Linked DNA regions of Bombyx mori: region 1 is linked to region 2. The links are chromatin contacts, called in public Hi-C maps. All regions are on one chromosome and are shown on one strand. The core of a region is the stretch at or near the end of the contact, and the rest is flanking DNA. Distances in the headings are between cores, read along the strand shown. Region 1 overlaps LOC119628988 (23 kDa integral membrane protein). Region 2 holds the start of LOC119628988 (23 kDa integral membrane protein).

Region 1 (3,677 bases), core at 159-2,658, 35 kb after region 2:
GGCTTTTCACTCCTTACACTGGCTAGTATTTCACCAACTATTTCAGCTAGGAAGCAATAGTAGCTTCCAGTTTTTTAATTGGGAAGAAACAGTACGAATACATGTAATGTAAAATACAAAAAACAAACAAGTTTCCACCATTTACTAGTCATACGAGCAGATAGAAAACATTAATTAAAATAACTAACATTAATGACTTCATTAAGGATAGCACAGTCGATTTTGCAGTGTAAGCCATCATGCGGCAGACTTGTGAAGATTGGTCGGGAGGTGTGCGCATTGGTGGAGCTCATATTACAAATCTCCGATATGCCGATGACACGACCCTGCTAGCTGCAGACGAACCGGAAATGTCTCTTTTCTTCAGCAAAATGGAACGTATCAGCAACAGCCTAGGCCTCTCCATAAATAGATCAAAAACGAAATTAATGGTGGTGGATCGTGCAAATGTTCTAAGATTGAATGGGGCGCTTGGATTAGAGGTTGTAGACGAATTCGTGTATCTCGGGTCCTGCATCAGCAACAAAGGCTCATGTGAAACTGACGTGCGCCGACGTATCGGAATGGCTAAAAGTGCGATGTCTCAGCTACAGAAGATCTGGAAGAATAGAGGGATAGGCCTGAAAACTAAAACCAGACTGGTGCGGACTCTTGTTTTCTCTATCTTCTTGTATGGAGCTGAGACATGGACGTTGAAAGCAGCAGACCGAATGCGCATCGATGCTTTCGAAATGTGGTGTTGGAGACGCATGCTAAGAATTCCGTGGACAGCCTTCCGGACTAACGTGTCGATATTGAAGCAACTGGGCATCAAAATCAGACTGTCTACTGTATGTCTGAAGCGGATCCTCGAATATTTTGGTCACATTGCGAGGAAAGACGGCGATAACCTGGAAAAACTTATGATCACAGGGAAAGTTGAAGGCAACAGATCTAGAGGCCGCAGCCATACTCGTTGGTCCGACCAGATCCGCACCGCTTTGGACAGTACAGTGTACAGCGCGCTGCATGACGCCGTGGACAGGGGAAAGTGGAAAAAGATCCTAAGATTGAAGCTCATGGGTGATGGTGGTCACGACCCTCAGACATGAGGAACACGACTCGAGGAGGAGGAGGGCTGTAGTAGCTTATTGCCACGATATCGATATGGCGGGCAGTGTACTCCAATAATTAAATTTATGACAAAGGTAATTATGTTATTGGAATTATTTGCATCGGAGGTTTTTTTAGAGATGACCCAAACTGTGTGACTCGGTCCGCCTTAATACTGTTTAAAATTAGAATTTATAACACCATCATAATATAAATTATATTTCACTTGTTTTATTAAAAACCGGTCTTGAATTGGTCATGACCTTGGAGCTTACGTCATTTTCTGCTGAATGCGCCCGCGCCATTTTGTAGTGATGTCACTTCGCGGGTGCGTAAATTACACCCATGAAGGTCGGATTACTGGCGTTTTTAATGTTTGAATGTATTGTTTGATGCCTGAAGTTTTTTTTAACTCATCTGCTATTATTTTGTGCACGTAATTGTGATAAGCGTTAACCCGTCTAACCCGTTACCCGTCTTTTGATTGAGCAAGAAATACTAGTCAAATTATACTTTATATACGGGAAGATGGTCGAACGCATGGCCTTTCTGATATCAAGGGGCTATTCAAATCTATAGGCACCACGATGCGAGTGTAGAGTACTATTTGAGGTGAAATCTCATTGGTAGCTGCCTTTTTGAGCAATCCTGCCCTTGTAATCGCAACGTATGGAATCGCTGTGATTTGAAAAAGTTATTTTCCTTCAGTATTCTCAGAATTATTCGAGATGTTAGGATCCCAGGACCACAGTAAAATTCACATCCATGAAGTAAAATTTGCTAGAGGCGCTAACAACATCTTTTCGTCATAGTTTTCAATAAATAATATTTTACTAAGTCAAACACTTTTGCTGCGATCAGCAGAGTCATTTATTTCCTCCTGAAAATGATAAGTATTGTAGGTATGTATGAATTCATTTCACAAATAAAAAGTTTTTAAACTATAATAATAATTAACCTATCTATGATTTAATTTTTGGGACAGAAATAACCAGATGGTCGTGGGTGTTGTTTTGATTTCTGATTTCCAATTAATAATCTAAGTAAGATTTTAAATAAATCTTTGTGACACAAACGTTGCAGGTAGTCATGACGCATAATAAAAATCTTAAAAGGTCTAAAACAAGTCCAAAATTTCCATCAAAGATTTAAAAAAATTGTAACGTTCATCAAAGCGTTCGTATTCCTTCAATTAATGGTTTAGAATTACGGCATAAACGTGTCGATTGCAATAATAATTAATCATTAATTGGAGGATCGTTCCTACCCAGTTTACTGTAAACATAATCAGTAAACTAGAATTACGTATATTTTATTTGTATTTAGTATCTTTGCGGGTCATTGAGACTACTAGTGTTCGTCCAATGATGGAATTTCGACCGGAATCAATGACAACTGAAGATTTAGATACATTTTGTATATTTTTATTTATTCATAAAACTCCGAAAAATATGCTAAAAAAAAAAAACTATGACGCTCGTCAGTAGTTACTAACCAAATAAAGATAAGTTTTTTTTTAATGGAGGAGAAAAAGGTGGTTAAATACATTGTCTTTTTACCCAAATACATCTAAGTACATAATTCCTTTAGAATCGAGCGTTTTCCATGACCGCGATAATTTAAATATCGGTAACGCCAGAATTTGTGAAATGCAAATGAAATAACTATTTGAAATAGTTTTTATTAATGTTCTAAATGTTATAATCTTCTAGATCTTAATTAAATAGCCTTATGTGTGAATTTAGTAACAAAAAAAATAATTAAATATGTATATTTTACACACATTAATAAAAAAATACATGCAATCGTTCTATCATTTAATTAGTATTCTAATGATTTTAATAATTATTTTCTAACGACTTAACAAGCTTGTTAATGGAACAGGCTGCTTTTTGTCATAATTAAATCGAAATATCGTATGTTCTTTTCTATTGATTTTTTTTAAATATTATTTTTCATTCCATCTTTGTCAATACGAATGTGATAAGCAACCAAAAGCTATGAGTATATAGGTACGATTGTCTATGAGGCGTGATGAGGGATCATTACATCATTTATATTCATTTTACGTCTATATCTACTTGCGTTTATAGTTAATGGGAGGCACACATGACGAGGTGGGTAACGTTGGAAAAATACTTAAACATGCATAGCCTACCTGATTGAAAATCGAGGCCTTAATTTTTGTACATTTATTATTCCCTGTCTACTTTTACTGCGTATGCTATAAATGGGCGAATTGTAGCCCGCAAAAGTAGTTCATACTTCTATATGGCTATTTCTGCCGCACCTGAAATTTCGACCTCATGCCCTAAGTAGGATTGCGGGGTCACATTGCGATATCAGCGGACTTCGCTAAACATTTCACATCAGAGAGGCTGTGAGGTCATTCACACGTCCATACTTAAATTACAGTCACAATCAACAGGATTTAAGTCAATTATAAAATCAGGAGTACATTGTGACGTGAAAATCGTAAGGAATCAAGTGTCTTAACAATCGCGAATGTGAAATTTGCTTTCGTGCGTACTTCAATTTAGTAATAATTGCCGTTAAAGTAATGACTTCAATTGAACGCAGCGTGA
Region 2 (3,497 bases), core at 81-2,580:
TTGTGTTTCCAAATAATGTTTTCGATCTCATTCTCTCGCCGGCTGAATCCTATACATTTATGTGTTTGTATCTCTATGGACTTATTTTTTCGTTTCGTTTCATTTCGTTTCATCGAGTTTGAAATCACAACGATTCTAAAGAAGTTTCACTTCACTAAATACTTTTTACTCACAAAAGTTTCATTTTTACCCCCCAAAAATGAAATTTAAAATGAATTTTACCCCATTTGGGGTAATTTACCCCGGTTCCCCGACCGCTGCCCTATAATGACTAGACTATCAGGATTAAGTTATTTAATTTCATAATTTTATTTTGAATTTTTTTATAACAATTTCTGTTAAGGTTCTCTTAAAAAATATTTTTATTTAAAAATTTTACATGTTTACTATTTTTATCGGGCAGTCGTTGTCCATTGTTTTAGCAATATATCTAATTGTTGGAAATTACGGATGGTCTGAAGCACACCAGATAAAAACTTGAATCGTGTTTACTATTATTCTAATAATTATTGTTCATTTTCATAATTTTCGTATGCTGTTGTTTATGACTTCACTATACAGCATATCTTCTTTTTACTCTCTAACTGTATTCTTTGCTATGCAGTGGACTTGCTTAATAACTCAGATACCAACTGTAGTGCAATGTTTACAAGGCAAAAAGTTTTTATTTAATTTATTAAAAAAATGTAAAACTTTAAATAGTTTTGTGACTACAACTTTAAACTGTACTTTATGTCAAAGTCAAAACTAAAATTGCATTCCATACACTGAAGTATGAAACCTATCTATGATTCCTTATAAATGTTAATTGTAATATCATTAATACAAAAGCAAGACGTTATATTTGACAAATACGAAAACCGCTATTATTAATTGTTGTAAATCTAATGTATCCATAATTTATAATGATAAATGAGGTATAAATCAAACTCATTTAGTGTGGAATTATAACGATTAACCTAATTTTTCCATTTCTGCATAAAACATAGGCATAGCATTCACCATTGTGAAGCAAAAAATCGGATATTCCCTGAAGCCATCCAAATGAAAGATTTACAAAAAATAAAAAATACAAATACAGAAAAATCAAGCGTGGTGGCGGAAGATGATGGTATTCTTATTCCACCACGTAACATCAGCATTCTCCTGCAAATGATCGGCGAGCCACCAAGTTCCGGCGAATGGATATTCTTAGTTTTCTTCAACGGACAAGTTGTGATGACCACAAAATGGTACACTGAGAGCGTAATTGAAATAGAATATTTTCCAGTAAACTTAAATGATCCAGATCATCAATTAATGGTTGCCGATAGTCCTATAGTTGTTATTCTTCGTTCTGTTTCGGGAAAAGGAGCTAAGGATGTCGATCCGTTATTGAATTCAGATAATTGGGCAGGTGGTAATGTTGATTTGATGCCTTTTGTATTGGGAGAGCAAGAGATAAAGGTAAGAGTTCCCCTTGTTTTGATTCATAACGGTGACCGTACAAACTGCAGCGTAATAGCTCATTTAGAAGCCCGCGGTTATTCAGAAAACAATCGCGTTCCGTTGATGATAACTTTGTTATCTGTTCATTGTCTTCCTAACGCTAAAGATGGAACGGTTTATCTGGGAGCAATTGGCTTGGACAGCTTAACGCAAAATGTTATGAATTTTGGTAATTCATTAAGTTTTCCTGAAGCCAAAAAAATTGTTTGGGCTGATGTTTCGAATGCAGCTCAAGCTGCAAACACCGAATTTGAAATTCCAAACGAAGATATTTATTTTCCTGAAAATGTAATAATACCTTCGAAAACATCTGAATGTAACCGTTTTTATTGGTACTCAATGAAACGTGTATTGATTGACCCCAATTTATTGCAAGAAAGACTACGTTTTCCATTCTATGTAGAAATGGCTGGAGTACCTAGATTTGGAAAAATTGATGTTCGCGGTAGATTCATGGGTTTCGTTGACGCCGGAGTTTTGTTGGAACCAGGTCAATTTGGTGTGACGGTCGGTGCCCAATTGATGTATTATAATGAATCTGAACTACCGGAGAACGTAGGTCCGTTATTAGATCTTCCACCGGCAAGCGCAAAAGCTAGTGCTAGAGAGATAAACACTGTAACTGATGAATACGGTCACGGCGCTTATTTTGTCATAAGATTTGATTTGTTCGAACCATTAGTCCCGAAAGCCAAAATGGTTTCACTTTACGAACGAATAGATTTTCCTGTTACCGATGGCTCTACTGTACCTGTGAACGAGCTAACGGTAGAGCCGCCTCCAGAAGATCAAACGATTGATGTTAGACGAATAAGGAGCGAAGGCGGCGCTCTAACAGTACACCAAGAATTAAGTGATCTGGCTTGTAAAGGTACAATTCCGATGAACCAAGGTATCAAAAGATCTGCAGCAAATCGTTTACTGATGCGAGTGAGGTCTTTGCTCAAACAGTTTCCAGCGGGAAATTGTTCAGTTATTGATTTGCAAGATACGGTAACACATCAGCATGTTGCCTGTAGAAGAGCAGTGACAGCCTCGTTCGCTCCACGACCTCCTTCCCCGCGCGCAGTTAGTTTGACATTAGTGGCTAGATGTCGAATAGCTGGTTATAGGAAGTTAGCCGAGAAACACCTTGAAAATAACTTAACTGTCGCAGAACAAAGTCCTGCCGTATTACTTACTAAAGTTCTGAGACTCCTTGAAGAAGGTAATAACATGGAAGCCAAAAATTTTTTGTTGAGAGCTTTAAATGTTCACAGTAAAAATCGATATTTGTTATGGATTTATGGTGCTTTAAATTTTGACCAGGGCACCGAAGGAAAGGATCTTGCTGCTGCAGCATTCCGTATCGCGGTCCGTGGTGATTATTCTGATGGGACCGGCATTGCTATTGGGTGGGCAGCTCTGCATTCTTTCTACCACTACCATCAAAACTCGTATGCTGCTTTTGTTGCTGCCAAGAAAATGCGGAAATCATTTGAACTGGCCAAAGAATGGGATAAATTTCTTCGACGCTGGATAGATGCAAGCGGAGAAGAAGAAATTTTCTGGATACCAGCGTCAGTGACTGCTGCAAATCCATTCATATTAGCCGCAGCGTTTTTTCTTTGTCTCCGTTGCTATTCGTTTGTTAATCAAATCTTAGTATGCGTGGAACGAAATTGCGTCAACCGAGGTACACGTTTTGATTATACTATTAAAATAGCCCCGGACTATTATTACTTGCAAGCAGCTTCATTACTACTTCGCCAAGAATATAACAATGCAATGAAGATAACTCATGAAGGAATAAAAAGATTTGGACCGTCGGCCATTCTGTCCCAAATCAACGCTTCTTGCTTGACTTGTTCTCGAGGCTGGGATGGGCAATGTGAAAGTGCGTTGGAAGAAGCGGATAAAGCTGGTGCCCAACCATGTCCAGCTATTCTTTTGCGAGCAGCTCTAGGTGGGATGCAAAGTGAACCAGCTGTTTCATTGCAAAGGGCTGCAAGAGCGCATAAAATGGTTCC

The links. A called contact is a pair of places that touch in the nucleus more often than the background predicts.
Region 1: a Hi-C map of midgut shows a contact between it and region 2, with 1.6 times the contacts expected there. The contact joins the enhancer-like site here to the promoter of LOC119628988 in region 2. A contact is called at or near these places in 2 of 7 Hi-C or Micro-C datasets (midgut and whole pupa).

What each region holds. Positions count from the first base shown.
Region 1 is chr10:14,785,268-14,788,944 of ASM3026992v2, forward strand. The region is part of intron 5 of LOC119628988 (23 kDa integral membrane protein); the gene reads left to right. Among protein-coding and RNA genes, the nearest start is that of LOC101741699, 11 kb to the right of the region's middle. Within about 2 kb of position 1,409, at least 6 of the 8 cell types and tissues checked have open chromatin away from gene starts, as enhancers often do.
Region 2 is chr10:14,749,978-14,753,474 of ASM3026992v2, forward strand. It overlaps LOC119628988 (23 kDa integral membrane protein), which reads left to right and starts at 1,331. Exons shown (of 6, transcript XM_062670727.1): 1 at 1,331-1,446. It overlaps LOC101741846, which reads left to right and starts at 734. Exons shown (of 1, transcript XM_004921556.4): 1 at 734-3,497. The coding sequence starts at 1,045.